3 separate regions of the Mus musculus genome follow, and all the other regions are linked to region 2. Evidence: chromatin contacts called from public promoter capture Hi-C data. All regions are on one chromosome and are shown on one strand. Each heading gives the region's core, a stretch centred on a gene start, on an enhancer-like site or on the middle of the called end of the contact. The rest is flanking DNA. Distances are from core to core; before and after follow the strand shown.

Evidence for each region. Promoter capture Hi-C pulls out the DNA fragments that hold promoters and counts their contacts.
Region 1: a contact with region 2 is called in a promoter capture Hi-C map of liver, with 2.2 times the contacts expected there. The contact joins two enhancer-like sites. A contact is called at or near these places in 4 of 39 promoter capture datasets (embryonic stem cells, liver and pre-B cells) and 2 of 115 datasets of contacts at active chromatin or transcription factors (both in embryonic stem cells).
Region 3: a contact with region 2 is called in a promoter capture Hi-C map of liver, with 2.3 times the contacts expected there. The contact joins two enhancer-like sites. A contact is called at or near these places in 6 of 39 promoter capture datasets (embryonic stem cells, liver, pre-B cells and 1 more) and 2 of 115 datasets of contacts at active chromatin or transcription factors (both in embryonic stem cells).

The regions. Positions count from the first base shown.
Region 1 is chr3:94,337,577-94,341,560 of GRCm38.p6, reverse strand. No RefSeq gene overlaps it. Among named protein-coding and RNA genes, the nearest start is that of Them5, 2.5 kb to the left of the region's middle. Within about 2 kb of position 2,575, at least 4 of the 459 cell types and tissues checked have an H3K27ac peak or open chromatin away from gene starts, as enhancers often do. A contact at or near this core is called in liver, where this site is marked.
Region 2 is chr3:94,678,312-94,681,975 of GRCm38.p6, reverse strand. No RefSeq gene overlaps it. Among named protein-coding and RNA genes, the nearest start is that of Selenbp2, 13 kb to the left of the region's middle. Within about 2 kb of position 1,750, at least 63 of the 459 cell types and tissues checked have an H3K27ac peak or open chromatin away from gene starts, as enhancers often do. A contact at or near this core is called in liver, where this site is marked.
Region 3 is chr3:94,355,306-94,358,796 of GRCm38.p6, reverse strand. No RefSeq gene overlaps it. Among named protein-coding and RNA genes, the nearest start is that of C2cd4d, 5.4 kb to the left of the region's middle. Within about 2 kb of position 2,211, at least 3 of the 459 cell types and tissues checked have an H3K27ac peak or open chromatin away from gene starts, as enhancers often do. A contact at or near this core is called in liver, where this site is marked.

The sequences.
Region 1 (3,984 bases), core at 1,326-3,825, 340 kb after region 2:
CAGAGATCCTACCATTCTGTTTCTGTCAGTCTGTCCATGGCAAATGATGCTTCTAATTAACTCCATACTCCTAACCATCTGTCTCACTGTTCCCCTTGAGACCTTGCACGTCTGTCCCTCAGTGGAGAGCAGCACAGTTTTGAAAGTTCTGATATGATCTTGGGACTCAAAAAAACAGACAAACAAAAACCAACAAACCCACAGACCACAGCCTTAGATGCTTTCCTCTTATGTCCCAGGTAAGAGTTAGCACAATGAGGCTTCTCCTTGCTAGTTCTTGGCTATTGATAGGAGCTGATGTGGAATAGGGGTGGGAGTGCAGAAGATGACTGTGAGGAGGCTGCTTTGCAAAGGACCTTGTGTGCACTGGAACTCCAGGAGGGGGTGAAGGCAGCAGATAGTGCAGAGAACGAGGTGACGCAGGCAGTGGAGGCATTGCCAGGTGCACGTGTCACAGGAACCCCACTAGGGATGACCACGCAGACACAGTTGATAGTTGATTGAACTTTTTTTTTTTTTTTTTTTTTTTCCAGCTGGCTGGGACTGCACTCAGGTATTCTGGGACTCAAATGTAGCCCTGAGAATTTAGATCAAGAAACTTTAAAGGCCTGGTGTTTCTCTCAAGAGATGCAGGGGGAAGGTTTTCATAAGCAAGCAGTTTAACAGAAGCTATGAAAAGTTAGCAGGGGTGGGGGTTGGGGAGGTAGGAGGGGCTGCGCATCCTGATCTTGGGTACCTAGACTAGAGTTGGGTAGGTTTTTTTTTTTTTTTTGTTTGTTTTTTTTGTTTTTGTTTTTTGTGGGATTCTCCATCAAGGAGATCAAAATCTTGTTAAACCTGAAATGGCCTCAGCAAAAATACAAGCTGGAAGAACACTCTACACTGCCTTTCCCAGTCCCACCAGCAAGCCTAGAAGTCTTTGAAGCTTCAGTGATGTGAGAGACTCCCTGGCAGGTGGACAGAGAGTGAGAGGGCCCATGACTAAGTCCTAAAGGTGATGCATTTCCAAGAAGGCTGGCTTCTTCCTTGCCTTTCTGACCTGGGACAAAAGCTTGGCTGCTTAAAAGAAAGGTCTTGTAGGCCTTTGTTTTCCACTAGCAAGACCCCTGTTAATGGATTCTCAGCAAGTTCAAGGCTGGTCAAGACATGTTACGCAACAGCTGCAGACTAACTAGCCATCTTATCTTTCTTCAAACTAACCACCCTAAGTAAGGGGAGGGAAACTCTTCAGAAGTTTTAAACCCCAGCCCTTAAGGAGAGACTGGGTTTCTACTTTTTATCTACTATTGCTTTTCCTTTTTGCAATGACAATGTCCCATCTTTGTATGTTAGAAGTACAAAGATTCGTTTTTTTGAATTTTATGAGGGGTCACTATTCCTGCTTTGCTTTGCAGAGGATCTTTCTGTCTGTATGTCTGCTGTGTGCATGTGTTCATTCACCCCCAATTTTTTCCACTGCTGATTTTGTCTGCTGCTGTCTGCCATGTTTGAGAGGTCTCTGTTGCCGCCTGTTGTGTGAGTTCTTCAACTGGCAGAAAAAAAAATGGGTCCAATTAAGACTCCTAAACTATATCAAGTGTTCAATCCATGCCTGATAAGTTATGAATTTTAATTTTTTGGTGGCATTCTGGTTTTTGTTGTTTTGTTGTTGTTGAATTAAAATCACTTTCTCTGACCACTCTTTCTTTTATTCTTGAGATAGGGCCTTGCTTTGTACCCTAGGTTAGCTTTGAACTCATGTTATGGCTTTCCAAGAGCTAGGATTATAGGTGTATACTAACAGATCCAGCGAAAACTCCAGCTTTCAACAAAAAGTTCTTGTTTTAAGCTTCTTAAAATAAAGCATGTTCTAAAAGATCAGAACTGAACAAAGATAGGGTAATAGTGGAAATATTTTGGCTGGTTCTGAAAAATCAAAGTGATTTATTAGGAGTGGTAAAGGCTTGTTTAATTACCAACCAAGGCCATTTTATCAACCACACAAAATACCAACCAGGGAGAAAATGGTTTCAAGAAAGAGTTTACTCGGATTGATCCCTACTAGGATTTAATGCTTGTCCTGTTGGAATTGATCTAGCTTTAGTCCATCCTTCTTGTTAATCCTATTTTCCCTTTTTGGAATGGGAATGTTCACTATGTGCCTGTCCCATCATTACATGTTGGAAGTGTATAGGTTGGCTTTTTAATTTTATAGAGGCTTGTAGCTCAGAGTTTGTCTCAAGTCTCAGAGAAGATGTTGGACTTGGACTCTGAGCAATGCTGAGACTATCAAGACAATGGGGATTCTTTGAGAGTCTCTGGACAAATTTTGCATTGTCAATGGCCCCAGAGCCTTTGGGAGCCAGGAATGAAATGTCACAGTTTAGGTCTGGAATGCTCATGCATTGAAGGCTTGGTCCCAGTGCAACAATGTTTAATGGTGATGCTTTTGGGAAAGAGATTGGATCTGTGCATTAATTGGCAGGCGGGGTCATAACTTGAAAAGGATGGAAAGGAAATGGCACTTAGGAGGGAGGACCTAGTTGTAGGAAATGGGTCATTGTTGCCACGTCCCGAGGGCCATGCCTTGTTCCTGACCTCTCCGGTTGTCCTTCTCTGCTCTAAGTGGCAAGAGGTAAGTTGGCTAGCTCCATCACACCTCTGCCTTTCCACAGATCTATAAGCAACAGAACTAGCCAACCATGGCAGAAAACCTCCAAAACCATGACTCAGAAGAAATACACCTTCCCTCCTTTAAGTTGATTTTCGATGGTGTTTGTCAGTGATGGAAGGCTGGTTAAATAAAATTCCAGGTGTTTGCATAATTATAGTTATGCAACTTTGTCCTCAGCCTTGCCAAATACCTAATGACGTCCCCTTTCTTGTGTAACTTTTATTTTTCCTGTGTTGGTAATTACTAAGGTTTGGCAGGAAAATATAAGAGAACAGGAGGAACCAAGTTGTTGAGGTGACCAACCTTAATTTCCTAGCTGGGAAGAATGAACATTCAGAACAGAGAAAAAAAACCCCTCTGGTGATATCTGCCATATTTGAAGAACGGACTTAGTGTGCTCACTGCACACTGGAGGTAACTAGAAAGGTAACTAGAGAGGGACTCTATTAATTAATTAATATTAATTAGAAGCTTGGAGAAGGGAAGAGCCTTGGAAAGCTATCTCAAACGAGGAATACTTGGACCTCAAAAGGCTACTGTCCACCTCTTTGTTTCTGTCTACCACTATACATGTCTTTGCAGATGTTTTTTGTCTTATGAATGCTCTCTGTAGAATGGGGCCCTTCTTAGTGAGAGCTCTGATTGAGGCCAGCTGTCCAGGGAGGTAGAGGGGTGCTTGGCCAATGCCTCAAATGAGTTTCTCAGCACTTTGGGGAGGTTCTGTCTGGGATGACCTCCCTCCCGCCCCAGCCTTTCTGGATGAGGAATGAACTTCCTAGATGCCATTCCTAGGAAACACTATATCCTCTGGAACTATATTCCCAACCCAGACATTAGTCCTAAGTTCAGAACCCCACTGAATGTGTTCTGCAATCTTATCATGAGGCGTTTTGTAAGGGTCTGTCTGGAATGGCTCATTTTCCTCTTAGCCAATGGCTGGCTGCCATGCTCATGCCGAAACTGGCCTACCCTCATGTGAGCTCTGGATCCAAGGCCAGCTGAGCCAGAGTGGTTGTGCATTATAAAGCTAGTAGGCTCCCACAGGTGTCTGGAAAGGGACCAAAATGGCCCAGGTCCCCTCATACTATAGGCCCAGATATCAATTCTGTGAATTTTTAGAGAACACTTGACCAGAGTCTTTTGGTCTCCACTCAGGGTCTGGAGCTGCTATGAAACTTAAATGAGATCACATGGTGGTTACTGTGTATACACTTAGCTCCTGAGACTTTCACCACATGTTTTCATGCTAAATAAAAGTTAATAGACTGGTTCCTGAGACTTCTAGAAAGTATCTGGGAAAGGAGAAGACCATACTCAAAGGTCATATGGAC
Region 2 (3,664 bases), core at 501-3,000:
ACCATGGTGGCTGTCTCTTTCTTGGTGGGAAACGCTTCAACCCACCCAGAGAAGGTATCTATAAAGACTAACAGATATTTATTTCCGTACTGGGCTGGTTTTACCTCAGTAAAGTCAGTTTCCCAGTAGGTCCCAGGTCTGTCTCCCTGCAAACACCTTCTGCCAGGGAGCCTGCTAGATCCAGCATTGGTGAGCGTACAGGTCTTGCATCTTCTCACCAAGTCTTCTGCAGCCTTTTGTAGTCCAGGAATGTGATAAGGGGACCTACTGACTAATTTTATCATCTTTTTAGATCCCAAATGTGTGAGATGGTGTATGTCAGCTAAGTACTCTAGCCCCTCTTCTTCTGTGAGAACTTTTTTTTCTTTTTCTATTTCAGCAAGTTGGGGTGCAGTTTTAATTACCAGAGTCATTGGCCCTTGGGCTGCTTCTTTAGCCACTTGGTCTGCCATCTGATTTCCCTTTTCTACTGGTTCGGTTCCTTTTTGATGCCCTAGGCAATGGATGATCGCTATCTTGAGAGGCAGATGAACAGCCTCCAACAGTCCAAGGATCTCTTCTTTGTTCTTAATGCCTTTTCCAGAGGAGGTCAATAAGCCCCGCTGCTTATAGATTGCTCCATGGACGTGAGCCGCAAGGAAAGCATATCGGCTGTCAGTGTAAATATTGATAGTCTTACCCTGTGCCAGCCTCAAAGCCTGGGTTAGAGCGATGAGCTCTGCTTTTTGAGCTGAAGTTCCCTCAGGTAGGCTTCTGGACCATATAACAGATTTTCCATCTACTACCGCTGCCCCGGCCCTCTGCTTACCTTCTATCACAAAACTGCTTCCGTCAGTGAACCAGGTTGTTGCTCCTGGCCACAGCTGGTCAGTGAGGTCCGGTTTCTTCTGCCAATATCTCCTCGCAGTTGTGCACGGGAGTTTTGTTAGTTTTGGGTAATAAAGTGGCGGGGTTAAGGATGCCAGGAGAAGCGAAAGTCACTCGCTCAGTCAATAGCAAGCTTTGATAGTGAGTCATTCGGGTGTTAGTCATCCACCAGTCTGGTGGTTGCCTAATAATGCTCTCGAGAGAGTGTGGGGCCACTACAGTAACATTCTGGCCCATAGTCAGTTCATCAGCATCTTTTACCAGCACCGCGGTAGCTGCTATCGCTCGTAGGCATGACGGCCATCCGCTAGCTACAGGGTCCAATTTTTTTGATAGATAAGCTACTGGGCGCTTCCAGGCCCTAGGGTTTGAGTAAGGACCCCGCAGGCTACCCCGTTCCTCTCATCGATATATAAGGTAAATGGCTTATTTAAATCTGGCAGTGCTAGGGCAGGAGCTTGTAGCAAGGCATTTTTCAGAGTCTCAAAAGCAGACTGATGTTCTTGGGTCCAAATGAATTCCTCCTCTCCTTGGTTAGGGGGTACAGTGGGGCTGCCAGGGTGGTGAACCCTGGGATCCACAATCTACAGAATCCTGCTGTCCCCAGGAACTCTCTTACCTGGCGAGGGGTGGTCGGAGTTGGGATTCGCATCACTGTCTGTTTTCTGGCGTCAGTGAGCCACCGCTGTCCATTCCTCAGGATGTATCCCAAGTAGGCCACCTCTGTTCAGCATAACTGCGCCTTTTTAGCCGAGGCTCGATACCCCAACTCCCCCAACTCGACCAGGATGTTTTGGGTTCCAAGTTCGCACTCTTCACGCATTCCTGCAGCTACCAAAAGGTCATCAATGTACTGTACAAGGGTCACCTGGGGATTGTTGACTCGAAAAGAGGCAAGGTCTCGGTGCAAGGCCTCATCAAACAAAGTGGGTGAATTTTTGAATCCCTGGGGCAGCCTCGTCCATGTGAGCTGTCCAGTCTTTCCACTTTCTGGATCTCGCCATTCAAAGGCGAACAGGGGTTGACTATTGGGGTGTAATCTCAGACAGAAGAAGGCATCTTTAAGATCTAGAACCATGTACCAGATTCGCTCAGGTGGTAGCGTGCTGAGCAAGTTATAAGGATTTGGCACTGTGGGGTGAATGTCTTGCACTCTCTTATTGACCTCCCTAAGGTCCTGGACTGGACGGTAGTCATTGGTTCCTGGTTTCTTTACCAGGAGCAGCGGAGTGTTCCACAGAGACTTGCAGGAGACTAGGATTCCCTGCTGAAGCAATCTAGAAATGTGGGGGCGGATACCCTCTGTGCTTCTCTGCTCATGGGGTATTGTCGAACCCCAATGGAGTGGCTCCTGATTTGAGTTCTATTACCACTGGGGGAACTTGTTTTGCCACTCCCATTCCTCCTGTCTCAGCCCATGCTTGAGGGAACCGGTTAAGCCAGTCTCCTAGCTCCCCCCCCCACCGGGAAGGGGGGGGGGCTTTAATTTGTCTTGGTAAATCCGGTACTCCTCTCCTAGTTGCAAAGACAGTGCTAAGGTGTGAGGCATCTCCATCCCCCACAATACTTTTGGCCCAGGAGGAGCGAAGGTTATTTGCGCTTTTAATTTAGTTAATAAATCTCTTCCTAGTAGGAGCATGGGGCACTCCAGAATGAACAGGAATGAATGAGTTACTTGATTCCTCCTCAGGTCTACTGTCTGGGACGTAGTCCAAGGGTATGACTTCTGCCCTGTGGCTCCAATCACTAATGTCCTTTCATTTTTAAAAATTTTTCCCAATGGCGTCTGGAGTACTGAAAATTCCACGCCTGTGTCAACCAGGAACTTAACAGGGGTCCCCTCCACTTCTAATGTTACCCTAGGCTCAGAGAGGGGACCGAGCTCTGTCTCCCCTAGTCTTCGTCATCTCCAAGGGACAGTACCTGTGTTCCCTGCTTCATCTTAGGGCATTCATGAGCCCAATGGCCTGTATCCTTACAGCGTACATTGGTCTTTTCCTAGGTGTGGTTTATCTCTTCTGGGTCTCCTTGGCCCCTGCCATTTTTCATCTCTCAGGTCCCCTGGCTGCCTAGCCCTACCCCTTCCTTTTTCTACTGTGGTGGCCAGTATCCGAGTCAAAACTTTCTCTTGCCTCTTTTCTCTCCTATCCTCCTCTTCTCTTCTCTCTCTCTTCTCCCTTTCCTGCTTTTTATCTTCTGTCTCCCTCTTGTGATACACTTTCTCAGCCTCTCTAACCACATCCCTTAAAGTATAATCCTGCAACCCTTCAATCGGCTGTAACTTTTTCTTCATGTCAGGAGCTGATTGACCAATGAAAGCCATAAGTACTGAGGCCCGCTGCCCCTCAGACGTAGGGTCAGATGGGGTGTACCTCCTATAAGCTTCCATGAGTCTTTCTAAAAAGAATGAAGGAGGCTCAGTTGCCCCCTGCATAACTTCCCTTACCTTAGCCAAATTGGTGGGCCTGCGAGCGGCACCTCTGAGACCTGCCACTAGGGCCCGAAGATAATTGGACAGCCGTTCCCTACCCTGTGCTGTGTTATAATCCCACTGGGGCTCGGACAGGGGAAATCCTTCATCTATCTTGACCGGGGTCTGGACCGGCTGTCCGGTCTCATCTCGGATGTTCTTCCGTGCCTTGAGGAGAATTCTCTCCCTCTCCTCGGTGGTAAACAGGGTCTGCAGAAGCTGCTGTCAATCATCCCAGGTAGGCTGGTGGGAGTACATCAGAGACTCTATCAGCCCTTTGAGCCAGGCAGGATTTTCTGAGAAAGGGAGGGTGATTGACCTTCCAGT
Region 3 (3,491 bases), core at 962-3,461, 320 kb after region 2:
AAAAAGAGTTGGCTCACAGGAGAAGGAGAAATGGAGTCATGGCCAGTAAGGAAAAGAGAATCAAGAATTTGTTGTTTTGAAATAGGCTGCCCTTGAATTGTTTTGAAATCTCTATGTAGTGGGAAATGACCTTGAAATCTTGATCTTCCAGCCTTCACCTTTCAATTGCTGGGATTACAGATATGCACTATCACACCAAATTTATACAATAATAGGTATTGAACCTGCAGTTTTACATGTGCTAGGCAACTACCCCACCAACTGAACAGGACCACACACTCAGTCCTAGTATGTGTGTGTGTGTGTGTGTGTGTGTGTGTGTGTGATTTATTTATTTATTTATCTATTTATTTATCTATCTATCTTGTTCTTTCAAGACAGGGTTCCTCTATGTAGCCCTTACTGTCCTGGAACTCACTCTGTAGATCGCCTGACCTCAAATTCAGAGATCCACCTACCACTGCTGGGATCAAAGTGTGTGCCACTACTGCCTGGCTTGCGTGCTTTAAAATTTAATCTTTATTATTGATTTGTGTGTCTGAGAGTTGGGGTAGGATGCTTGTGGAGGTCAAGAGAGGACATCTGACCTCCTGGAACCAGAGTAACAGTACTTAACCAGTAAGTGCTGGGATTCAAACTTGGATCTTTTGGAAGAGCAGCAAGTTCTCTTAACTGAGAACCTTCTTTCTAGCCTTCAGTTACAGATTTTCATGTGAGTATGTGTGGTGGGGTGTTATTTTGAGACAGGGTCTCTTTATGTAGCCCCAGATATCTTGGAACTCCCTGTGTAGACCAGGCTGGCCTTGAACTCACAGCTCACAGAGATCTGCTTGCCTCTGCTTCCAGAGTGCAGTGATTAAAGGCATGATCTCTGTTGTGTTTTTTTTTTTTTTTGAACGATCTCTTATAGTCTGGACTGGCCTTGAAGTCACTACACAGCAGAGACTGTCCTTGTACTCCTGATCTTTCTGCCTCTGCCTCCAAAGTGCAAGTGTTAAAGATGTGTGCTACTATACTCATCTCAGGAGAATTTTTAACTGAGCCAAACAATGGCATGTTTGTATGCTGATATGAAAAGTCCAATAGAAAAATGATAAGAGTTGAGTTTAAGAATGCAATGTTAGAATTTAGCTGCTGTTTAGTCCACAAATCTTCTGCAATAGCTTTCGTTCTTACAGAGACACCAGCCTGAGCCCTGCTGAGACATTGTGAATCCCTAGCTAACAGACCTCTGGGTGCTGGGCTCCTCACCCTGGAAGTGAGTTGACATCAAAGGTGGTATTGCTCTCCACTCACTGCCTTCTGCCTAGAATCAGAGAGCATGGCTGCATGTGCTGTGAATCTTCCCCCATCCTCAGAAAGTTATGGAAACTCTCCTATCAAGTTATCTCCTCTCAAGAGAGACCTGCCATGCTGTTTCTTCTGTCTGTTTTTGGTGTTGATAACTTTTCTAATAAATTCTTTACTCCCCAGGACTCTGCCTTAGTGTCCCTCTTGAAGCATCCCATTAGACACCATTCAGAGTGCAGCTTAGCAGCTGAAAACTCTTGGCACTGCTACCATTCTTGACAATGTCTTTGTTCATTTCCATTGCTATAGCAAAGTTCCAGAGACTGGTTGGCTCATAGAGAAGAATTGTTTTGGCTCATGTTTTTGAAGACTGGAAAATCCCAGAGCTTGGAGCTGGCCTCTGTAAGGGACTTGGGCATGGTGAGAAGACCATAGGAATGATCTAACTGTAACAACCTGAATAAACTCATCCTTTCTAGCTCTTTCTGAACTCTTTCTGGCTGGCTGGTCAACTACAGCCGTTCTGGCTCAAAACTTCTCTCTACACTAACTGACTCAATCTGGCTTCTGTCTCTCAGCTTGTCTTGAATTGCCCTGCTTGGCCTCATACTAACTTTTGCAATATATTCTAACCTTCTGGCTCCTTTCATCCTTTGGCTCTTTCTGTCTTCACGTGCACCTAGCTTGTTCTCTCTCTGTAACCTGTCTCTGTACAACTGTCCTGATAAAACTGCCTCCGGTCTCTCTGTACTGCTTTCTGTTAAGTAGCTTCCCTTTCTTCTCTTGTGAGAGTTGGGCATATCCTATTCTGTCAAATCTTTCTCTGATTCATCACTTTGTCTGCCATTCAGTTAGACATGGATTTAAAAAATGTGTGCTTCTTTCTACAGACTAACTTTGTCATCATTGTTTCGGGTTAAAAGTGTGTACTAAGGGCTTGTCTGTACTCCAGCCAGAGAGATTAAAGGTGTGTGTGCTAAGGGCTGAGCACAAAATAACTAGAACAGTTTTTTGTTTGTTTTGTTTTCAGTAAATCATACAATCTCAGGGATTACAATGTGATCAATTATTCTGCAACACAACCCACTCTCAAAAGAACAAATTCATAAAAGAAAGGCATTGAATGCTCTTAACAAAAAGATAGCCCAGTGGTTAAAAGTGCCTGTTGCCATGGCTGATAACCTGAGTTGGATCACTGGTGTAAGAATCTGAGTTGTCATTGCAAAACCCACAACTCTCATCTTACAGGGAATAAGAGAGTTTATTCTGGAGCCATGTTGAGTGACTGTGCCTGGGGAACACAGATTTAGTTTACTCCCCAAATTCCATGTTCCAGCATGAAAGCAGTGTCACAGAATTTTTATAGTTTTACAGAACAAAGGAATTCATAAACCAAGGCTGAAAGGATTTTTCAGTAAAAGAGTACCTTGGTAATTGGGGCCAAGGAATGTTGCAAAAATCACACCAGGAAACAAACCTCACGCAAGAGATTTATTGGGGGAGTGTAGTCTCCCCTCCCCCAGCCTGAAACCTGCTTGCTCGGGGTGGAGCTTCCTGCTCATTTGTTCTGCCACGCCCACTGCTGGAACCTGAGGAGCCACACACGTGCACCTTTCTACTGGACCCGAGATTATTCGGCGGGAATCGGGTCCCCTCCCCCTTCCTTCATAACTAGTGTCCCAACAATAAAATTTGAGCTTTGATCAGAATGAATTTGTCTTAGCTCCGTTTCTTCTTTCGCCCCGTCTAGATTCCTCTCTTACAGCTCAAGTAGCCTTCTCAGTCGAACCGTTCATGTTGCGAGCTGCTGGCGGCCGCAACAGGGGAGGATCCAAAACTACCTCTGAGTGGGGATGAAAAATGAGAGAGAGAGAGAGAGAGAGAGAGAGAGAGAGAGAGAGAGAGAAAGAGAGAGAGAGAGAGACCCAAGATGATGTGGGATTTATAAGATATATGAGCATTTGAATAGGGAACATTTTCAATAGTAGAAATGTGCTCTATAGTGATGGATTGCAATCAGTAGGGGATGGGGGAGCACCTGGTTCCAGGATGTGGGTTGTTTTGGTTGACTAACAAAGGGAATTTCAAAAGTTAGTCTGTATGTCAGAGACACAGGTACTTGAAGATGAGGACAGCTTTCCTGTAGGCTCAGATGCTATCTGGTGGTGTCCTTAGATTTTGGATTGATAGAAGCTAGTTGC